Regions from separate parts of the Mus musculus genome. Here regions 1 and 3 are each linked to region 2. A link is a contact called in public ChIA-PET and Hi-C data. All regions are on one chromosome and are shown on one strand. Each heading gives the region's core, a stretch centred on a gene start, on an enhancer-like site or on the middle of the called end of the contact. The rest is flanking DNA. Distances are from core to core; before and after follow the strand shown.

What was found. Hi-C and Micro-C count contacts between places; a contact is called where the count stands out from the background. ChIA-PET counts read pairs in DNA pulled down with a chosen protein or histone mark.
Region 1: a contact with region 2 is called in a Hi-C map of the Ba/F3 cell line, with 1.9 times the contacts expected there. The contact joins two enhancer-like sites. A contact is called at or near these places in 1 of 484 Hi-C or Micro-C datasets (the Ba/F3 cell line) and 2 of 9 other capture datasets (adipose tissue and liver).
Region 3: a contact with region 2 is called in an RNA polymerase II ChIA-PET map of effector CD8 T cells, with 6 read pairs. The contact joins two enhancer-like sites. A contact is called at or near these places in 1 of 484 Hi-C or Micro-C datasets (embryonic stem cells) and 2 of 115 datasets of contacts at active chromatin or transcription factors (effector CD8 T cells and memory CD8 T cells).

Annotation. Positions count from the first base shown.
Region 1 is chr13:63,111,078-63,114,166 of GRCm38.p6, reverse strand. All of the region lies in intron 5 of Aopep (aminopeptidase O), which reads right to left. Among named protein-coding and RNA genes, the nearest start is that of Gm46422, 18 kb to the right of the region's middle. Within about 2 kb of position 1,531, at least 122 of the 459 cell types and tissues checked have an H3K27ac peak or open chromatin away from gene starts, as enhancers often do. A contact at or near this core is called in the Ba/F3 cell line, where this site is marked.
Region 2 is chr13:63,409,952-63,413,350 of GRCm38.p6, reverse strand. The region is part of intron 1 of Fancc (Fanconi anemia, complementation group C); the gene reads left to right. Among named protein-coding and RNA genes, the nearest start is that of Fancc, 20 kb to the left of the region's middle. Within about 2 kb of position 1,905, at least 78 of the 459 cell types and tissues checked have an H3K27ac peak or open chromatin away from gene starts, as enhancers often do. A contact at or near this core is called in the Ba/F3 cell line, effector CD8 T cells and memory CD8 T cells, where this site is marked.
Region 3 is chr13:63,884,654-63,887,715 of GRCm38.p6, reverse strand. All of the region lies in intron 17 of Ercc6l2 (excision repair cross-complementing rodent repair deficiency, complementation group 6 like 2), which reads right to left. Among named protein-coding and RNA genes, the nearest start is that of Gm46423, 21 kb to the left of the region's middle. Within about 2 kb of position 1,440, at least 43 of the 459 cell types and tissues checked have an H3K27ac peak or open chromatin away from gene starts, as enhancers often do. A contact at or near this core is called in effector CD8 T cells and memory CD8 T cells, where this site is marked.

The DNA of each region.
Region 1 (3,089 bases), core at 282-2,781, 300 kb after region 2:
AGTACCTGGAAGAGCCAAAGCTTCTAACCAGAAGGGAAGTAAACACTTCCTGATGCACAGAAAGAAATGGCTGCTGTCCCCTAAGCAAAGGAGGTTTAAAATAATTCAGATCTGGGGGAAAGTTTTTGTTAAGTCCAATGAAGAGCCCTTGGCTGTTTCAAAGCTGAGCCCTCAGAACTAAATTTAATCAAACTGCAGCAGCCGGCTGAAAAGCAGATAATAGAATTTGGCCTAATGTGTCATTAGCTCATGTTCACTTCAGTGGATTAGCTCCCAGCAGCATCGGAAGCAGATCTCAACGTTTGCTGGGTTAGATCTACAGCCAAAGGATCTACAGCCATGAGCAAGTCTAAAGAATTTCACACTAGCCTTCTGAATTACTTGGAGAAAGTAACTTAAAAAAAAAAAAAACCAAAACTTTTCATTTTATAATCTCATTATGAATCATTAAACTCTTCAAAACCCCTTAAGCACATACTTTTTAAAATACAGTATTAAAAAAAAGCTATAAATGGTGCTGGTTACATTTTAAATCAACAAATAGCTTTTATTTGAAAACCAAAAATTAGGGTTTAAAGTCATTCATTTGATGTGCTTCACACTAAAATTCACTTAGTCAAATAAGTTTCCTTTAAAAAAAAAATCCTCCAATTCTAGGAAGTTACTGAAACCATCATCTTCTAAGGCTTCTTCTCAAAGTACACAGTCTAGAATATTCATCTAGAAAGCGGCCTCACCACGGCTACTCACATTGATAATCAAATAATAAGCTTCATTTGTAAAATTCAAAATGTGGTTTGCAGATGCCAGGAGGCCTGGGGAGAGTCATCAGAGAGGAGCCCTGCGCTTCCTTTGTGCGTGGAGCTAACAGGATTAAGGCTTGAAGAATTGAATAAAGCCCTGGGCTGGTTAAGATGGATGGATCACATTTCAGGTTCCCATTTCATAATGGGCATGCCCCACATTTCTCAAAATAAAACACGCCAGTGAGCTCATTCCAGTGACTGTGCTTCCTGACATTCATTTTGGAAACTTTAAAATGGATTCTGTGTCCAGATCCTCTCTTGAGCCACATGGTTCTTTGTGTAGCTGGGCTGCCTGGTTCAGGCAGCTTCTTGCTTCATAGCCAGTGGTTTCCTGCTATGGTCCAGTTACATGGCAAAGAAAGTAGAGATTACCATGCCGAAGGATTTCTGTCTATGGACTTATGGTTTCTTACTTTCCAACTACGTGGTGATTTGCACCGGCCCTAACCTGTAAATGTAAAATGTGCAATATCAGCCATCTTCCTCTAGGCAGCGGGCTGAAGCACGGCTCTGCTGGTTTGCACCCTCAAGGTGGTTATTATCAAGTAGAATCTGTGGTTGGAAAGTGTCCAGCAGTAGCACAAACTGTCTAGAAGAGATTTTCATATAGGAGTTCCAACAGCTGTCTGTTAGGTCAGATTTCTGTGAGAACCAAGGCACACATTCTCAACTGTACACAGCTGTCCCGGATTAAACAGGAACAGTTTCTTAAAGTGACAACAAAAGTCCAAGTGTAAAGGAAGACAGTGTGAAGCGCATCAAAAGTGTTCAGCCCAGGCATTGCCACTGTGCACAGCATCAAGCCATGCTACCAGTCAGCGGGCTTAGAGGCTGTTTAGCCACCATGATGGCCAAAGCTTTGCTTATTAATTAGCAACTTATTAACACCAAAGTGCCTATGGACTAAGACACATTTCAATTCCATAATAGATTCCCTCCGCTTGAAATTCCTCTATTACAGAAAAGCAGTCTGTTTAAAGCACAGTGCTTATTAAATGAAGGATACACAGAAACTGTACAGAAACAGAGCATCAGAATTTGGAGAGGAAGTTAAAGAGAATTAAAACAAGCTGTGATGATCTTAACAAAGACACACAGAACCTGTTACTAGGCAGAGACATTTGGTCAAATTTCCTGTTTTCCCCCAAGTCCTGGTTTGGCTTGAATATGTTGTCAGTGCACAGTTTCCTGCTGCTGATTCATGCTGCTCACGTGTAAAAGCCAGGGACAGTCCTAAGACTTATCTAAGGACTTTTCTCTTCTCCAGACTTTGGTCTTCACCATAACCGAGATGATAAACTACAGATCTAAATTGCTGAAAATTGTAGCAAGTCCCCAGAAAATCACTAAGGTGAGTCAACACAGCCATGGAACAGTCTCCCTCTAGCCCTCAACCACTTCAGTCCAAGACTGCAGAGATAGTTGTGAACTACTACCAAGAGCATTAAACCACAGCCAAGTAAGTGTCACCGATGGCTCTTTGTTTAAAACAAACAAAAAGTTCTCTGCAAAAGTCTGATACTACGGCAGACTACTATAAAATCAAAGACCATTGCATACAGAGTGGAAGAAAATAAAAAGTCCTCCCTTGGGAAAGAATCCAAAACATTAACATTTCTCAGGATATTTTACAAATCATGCTGCTTCATTAAACACATGCCACTGGGAGTCTCCTCTATTACTAACAACACTTTTCATAATGACCTTCACATGTTTAAATCAATGGCTGCCGAAAACGTGCATTTATATTACATAAACAAAACCTAACATAAACATGCCCAGATAAAAAACTTTATAGAAATGCCTGGCTACAATTCCCCAATGTAAATAGACCTCATGAATGGCCCAGCAAAAACAATTTTAGTGTATTTTTATCCCCCAAAGCAAAAGGCACAGTCCAAAAGCAGACAGCTCTGCTGAAAACTGCACTCCTAACACACGAATAAGCAACTCTAGTGATGTTCAATGCACCAACTGGTTTTGATCCAGGGAAAGCCATGAGACTTATTTTCTATAAGCACCTGCTATTTTCTCATTGAGCCCTTGTTCAGTTACTTGTTCTCTTGTTTATTGCCTATCCACCTCAAATTATAAATTTCCTTAGAATAAAGACAATGATTGTCTTGTTTTCTGCTTTCTCTGCTTATCCCACTGAGCACACAGAAGATGCAAGAACTGGTTTAGCCATCTGCTCTCTGCACTGAAACTGTTCTCACCAGAGTCCAGCTGTTTCCCTGTAATGCCTTAGTACTTCCAAGTTTCATGGACTCACACTGCAGCCTC
Region 2 (3,399 bases), core at 656-3,155:
ACTCAAACATCACTTTTCAGTTAGAGCTTTTTCTTTCTCATTTATTCCCCAAGATGGCATGTTAATAATAATATCATAATGTAAAATATAACGTTAAAAGTCTCATTGTCTTTACAAATTCAAACATATTAAAGGTTCAGTCTCTTTAAAATATTCAGTCTTTTAAAAATTCATAATATGTTTTTAAAAGTTCAGTCTCTCAACCAAGGTCTCCTGTAAAAATGAAAATTAAATACTTTCCTTCTACAAGAGGGAAGAACCAGGGCACAGTCACAATCTGAACAAAGCAAAACCAACTTCAAAAGTGTAAATAAATCAATGTCCAATGCTGGGATTCACTCACAGTCTTCTGGGTTTCTCCAGAGGCTTAAACCACTTCTCTGGCTCCATCTTCTACAGCATACACAACTTGTCCTCCAGGCTTTGGCAGCCTCCACTCCACTGCTGTTGCTGTCCTTGGCGGCCATACAAGATGACCATGACATCCCATGGACTGGCGTCTCCAAAATGCTGGGGTCTCTGCTGTAATTGGACTGTGATTTTCTTCAGGGCTCTCTTCCTCATGCCAAGCCTCATCTTGTCTCCACGATCCCTTCGTAGGACTTCAACTGCTACTAAGGCTGTACCTTTTCTAATGGCCTGTCCTGGCTTCTCAGAGTGCCAAGCCCCACTTGCTTGCTATGACCCTTTCATGCCTTCAAAACTAGCACCAACTGGATGGTCTTACACATTACCAAGTCTTGGGCACTTCTGAAACACAGCTTCTGTGTGCCAACTCTGGGGAAACACTTTGCAGATTTTCCTTCCATGTCTCTTAAAAACAAACAAACAAACAACAAAACTACCACTGATTTCTTCGCTCCAGCTGACCAGCATCAACTGTCCCAGCAAAGGTTTAATTTTAGTGGCTCTCGTCCTTTGTTAATCACAGCTGACTCTTTAGCCCCAGACAACCAGAACCACAGATTATCAGCTCAGAGTAGCAAATAGCCCTGATAAGAGTCTTTGGGTGGCTTTTAAACTTCCCTCTGGAGCTTCCCAGGACTCCATTGTCTGCATTGCTCTGAATATTCTTTTTTTTTCCCCAGATTTATTTATTTTATGTATATGAGTACACTGTTGCTCTGTTCAGACACACCAGAAGAGGGCATCAGATCCCATCACAGATGATTGTAAGCCACCATGTGGTTGCTGGGAATTGAACTCAGGGCCTCTGGAAGAGCAGTCAGTGCTCTTAATCACTGAGCCATCTCTCCAGCCCCTGCTCTGAATAATCTTATCTTTAACGTTCCCTCAGAATAGCTCACTAAGCTTTGAACACTCACTGGCTTTTCTAGCCTAATGTTCCAATAAATATTCCAATAAACAATCCTCCAATAAACAACCTAGTCAGATTTGTCACAGCAATATCCCATGATCCAGGTACCAATTTGTCTTAGTTACAGTTACTGTTGCTATGGTAAAACCATGACCAAAAGCAAGCTGGGGAGGAAAGGGTTGATTTGGCTGTGTTCTGCTGCCTCAGCTGTGTCCTTAGCCCCATGGAAAATGTGAATAGAGTCTAACAGTCTTTCCTGAGATGGCTGGCGCTGTGGTGAGGGAAGCAGACACATCTTCCTGTGGTGATTACAGGCAATGGGAGAAGTAAGAGGGGTTACTGTTTATTCTCAGGCAGTTTGGGCAAGCACTGGCTTCAGTTTTAAAAACAAGAGAAAGCAGCTGGTTGGAATGATGTGGAGGCCATCCCTCCACAACCAGTTTCAGCTGTGGATTGACTTTTTTTCTTTTTCTTTTTTTTTTTTTTGGCTCTTCAGCAGGTGGTGCTGCAGTGCCATAAGACAGTTCATCTCTAGGAAGCTGGCTGAGGCCTGGATCAGGTTGATCCGAACTGCACAGCACCAACAGGCTGGGTTGAGTGAAAAGGCATTGCATTCGGAAATGTCAGTTCAGATGTCCCCTTCTCAGCTTGCCTAGCCTGCAGTTCTCTGCCTGGTTTGGGTTTCTAAGCATAGAGGCACAAAACTCCTCCCGAGGTAGAATCTTTATGTTTCTGTCCTGGTTCCAGTTCAGGAAGTGTTTATATATATTTTTAGTTTCACCACAACATTTTGGGTTTTCTCTTTGATGTGTCCCGTCTGGTCGCTGTGTTTGGAGTAGAGAGCCCATCAAAGAGGATTTCTTGTGCTGTCTTAACAGGAAGCCATGGGCTGAGAGTGTAAAGGAAACAAAGTTAGGTACTTGGTTATATACAGAACTAAAACGTAACCACAAGAAAGCTGCTTCTGTATGAGTCCAGTGGCCCTCAGCACACGGTTACAGGAACTCCTTCTGAGGCTTGCAGGCCCCCGAAGATAAGGACGATTAAGTAGGTGGGGTTCATTAGCATGCTCAAGTTGTCTAGAAAGATTGTACTTACTCTTTACCCTTTTGAAGATAAAATTAAAATAAAAAAGTCTCCAGACACCTCCATTGCCTAACCAGGTACTGCCTTGGACTTTCATTGCCTCTAGCTGCTTGTGTTGGCACACAAGTAGCTCTGCTTGAAATGCTGGGATACATTACCAAAGAACAGAGATGAAAGTGTTTATAGCGTCTGACCTCACCTTGAGGTTGCCATTCCGTTGTTGCTTTGAAGAGGGAAGTGGCTGGCAATGCCACACTGCCCATAGAGTCAGGGTCAAGCTGGTCAGAAGTGAATGTCAGTGACCACGGTATCACCTGAGTCAAATCACTCTTGTCCATTGAATTCACTTATTTTAGACATTTGCCATGTGGACTTTGTTCAAGTGTTTACATGGGTAAAAACTGTACTTTTAAATTTCTACAGATTTTTAGTTTTTAATTTTACAAGTATTAAAAGCATAGGACTTTACTAGTTTATGTTTGTGATACCTAACAGGATTAAAAAAAAAAATAACTTGAACCTGTCCTTGGGGCTCTCAGCTGTTCTTAGAGTGAGAAACCCTGCTTAGGTAAGCTTTGTTGATATACAGGCCTTGATCTTACTCACTGGCCACAGGTTGCCTGAGAGCAGGAGCCTTTTCACTAGAAGTGTGTTTGAGTTCCTAGTGTAAAATGGCTTCCTACAAATGTGCAGGCATCTTTTCTTGGTTTTGTTGGTGAGTGATAAATTCCTGTTCGAAGCAAAGATGGAGAGGAGAAGTAAACTCAGAGTCAAGTCACCAGTGACAAAGGCAAGAAGACAATTTCTTCCTTATTTTTTTGACTTTTCAAAACAGGGTTTCTCTGTGTAGTTCTGGCTATCCTGGAACTGGCTCTGTAGACCAGACTTAGACATCCACCTTCATCTTCTCTGCTTCCTGAGTGTTGGGCTCAAAGATGTTCACCGTCAAGCCTGGCCAGTGTCTAATATTTTAATTATGTTAGAGCCAACCTTGG
Region 3 (3,062 bases), core at 191-2,690, 470 kb before region 2:
AGGAAGAAAAAACAAAACAAAACAAAACAAAACAAACAAAACCACACACACAAATAAAATCTCCAAAGCAAAACTTGAGAAAATAAATGAGTCCACACTAGGTCTTATCAGTCATAATTCTGAACAACTCACTTCTTACTATAGTTTTAGGCTTACATTGGTTATATACCATGAAAGTTATTTATCATCCTGTAACAATATGAAACAGTCAAATGTCCTTGGATAATCTGGATCTTATCTTTTTAGTATTCTTTTTACATTCATTTATTTATTTTGTACTCACATGCCAAGGCATGTGTGTGGAGGTCAAAGGACAACTTTCAGAGTCAGTTCTTTTTTCTATCACAAGGTCCCAGGGTTGCTGGCTTTTACCTGCTTGCTAAGCTGTCTCACTAGCCATCATTCCTTTAGTAAAGTACATGATCTGTAATTCAAAGCAATAGACCTAAGTCAAGGGCCTTACTTTTACTCAAGCAACAGTTTTTCAGTGCAGACTCAACTAAAAAAAAAAAGCTACAGATTTTCCAATATGAAAAGCTTAAGAAAACTGTAGATAGCAATCTTTAATGTCAGTATACTTTCAAAGGAAGGAATCCTTCTACCTTACAGCTCTATGATCACATTTGCATTTTTCTGTTTATTCGGCCACATATGGAATGTGTATATTAGAAAACAGCACTGTATAGTTCAGGGAATATTTATTAAAAAAAACCCAAAACCTCCTTTTATTAACATTAATTAAAATGTAATATAAATTTGAAGGTAAACTGCTAAAGAAAGGTTCTTACATAGAAATGAGAATTTGACAGGGAAAGGCCCTCTCATAACCACATCCTGTAACAAATGTATCAAGAGTTTAAAATCCAGGAGAGTAAAGAACTGTGGGTTTTTTTTTTTCTGTTTTCTTCTTTTCTTTTTAAACACAAGGGTTTTCAGTATAGCTGCAGGAGGCCTTAGAACTAATGATGTAGTCCAAGCTGGCCTTGAACTTGGGTACTTTTGCTTCGGCCTTGTGGTTATACAAGCTTGCCACCGTGATGCTAACTTTTGAAGATAATCATGAAGAGCCTTGTGGTTTAAATGAAAATGGCCCCTCTAGGCCCATAGGGATGGGTACTACTGGGAGGTGTGGCCTTGTTTGAGAAAGTGTCACTGGGCTTTGGGGTTTCTCTCTTCCTGCTGCCTGCAGATCCAGATATAGAACACTCTTCGATGCTGGATGCTGCCATGCTACCTACTGTGACAATCATGAACTAAACCTCTGAACTGTAAGCCAGCTCTAATTAAATGTTTTCCCTTGTAAGTGTCGCTGTGGTCATGGTGTCTCCTCACAGCAATAAAACCCAAACTAAGACAAGCCTCTAGTTTCTATTTTACAGAAAAGGTATTATGGATAATCTCTCTTGGGACTAATTCTGGAGACACATCCATAGCCAGCACACAGAATCTCCCCAGCTCACCTCATCCTACACATTGCAGAGGAAGGCTGCTCACAGTGGTGCACAGACAGGATAGCCTGTCTGTGGCAGGTTACCAGGAACTAGTGAAATCTTTGACTAGGTAGATGAGGAATGGATCTGGCTATGGCGCTGGTTCCTTTTAGGGCACACAAGAAAAGTGGATACCAGTCATACTGATGTCCTAAATCCAGGTGGTTAGCCAGTAATGGGAAACTGGAACTAAGTGGAGATTTTCAAAGGCAGTGGAAAGTCATGATGGTAGAAGGCTGAACTCAGAAAGCTGGTTCTAAGATGAACTGAGGGCCTGCCTATGCCAGTAAAGTCTGGGGCCTACAACTTGTTCCCAAAGCTAAACAGTTCTAAGCACACTCTAAGGTCACCATCATGTGTGGCCCTGCCTCTCCATCATCCTGATCACACCAAGTATGCCACGAAGAATACAAATCAAGTGTTCTTTCAGTTTCTGTTTTCATCAAGCCTTAAACTGTGAAGTCTGAAGCAGCAATGTTTTGTTTACACATCTGTTCAAACAAAAGACTTAAAAAGAGATCTCTTTGGTTAAGGGCCAAACTGTAAGCACACACAAAGGCATAAATTCGCTTATCTTTGCAATGCAAGGAACTGGGAGAGCTATCAAAACAGACAGAACAGTGAAAGAAAATCCATGCAAATGGCAGCTGGATCTAAAGTGATAAAACTGTTTAACGATCTTTGGGCAACAGTGAAAAATATTCAAATTAATTATGCAAGGTTATCATAAAGTAGGGTCTCTGTATTCAACAAAAACCTAAGGCTAAAACCTACTCCTGAACCTTAAACCACTGTCTAGGAAAAAACCAACTGGTTAGTGGATTGAACCCAAATATATACCAAAGCCACATTTTCTGCATATGTTCAAAACTGACAATCAGGCCTGAAAACACAAACATGTTGTGAGAGGAAGAGGGGACTGAAGTTGGAAACTCTAGCTCCTTTCCTCCCAGAAGGTACAATAGCTGCAATCTAAAGCAACTTTATTTTGTGTGTTGGCTTTACGGCAGGATCCTAGGCTAGCCTAAAACTCATCACGCAGCATAGGATGGTACTGAACTTACAATTCTGCTTGAGACTCTGGAGTGCTGGCATGATATAGATGTGCATCTCCATACCCAGTCTGTAGTAAGAAACTTCACAAAACTTGCCTGGCAGACGGCTCAGAAGACATAGGTGCTTGCTTCTAAACCCAATGACCTGAGTTCAATCCCCAAACCCCACACAGTGGAAGTAGAAAACCGAATCCTTCAAGCTCCATGTACATGTAACACACACACACACACACACACACAGACACACACACACAGACACACACACACACAGATACAGATACAGATAGACACACACACAGGGGGGGGGAGGGATACATGGTAAAACACACACACTAAACAAATGTAAAAGAAGAAGGAGAACGAAAATGAGAAGGGAAGAAGAAGGAGGAGGAGGAGGAGGAAGAGGAGGAGAAGAAGAAGGAGAAGAAGGAATTTCACAGAACTGTGGGAGACAGAGGATGAAGTCACATTGTAGCTCCATACATAGGCAGGCCATCTTCCTTACTCAATTCTCTAC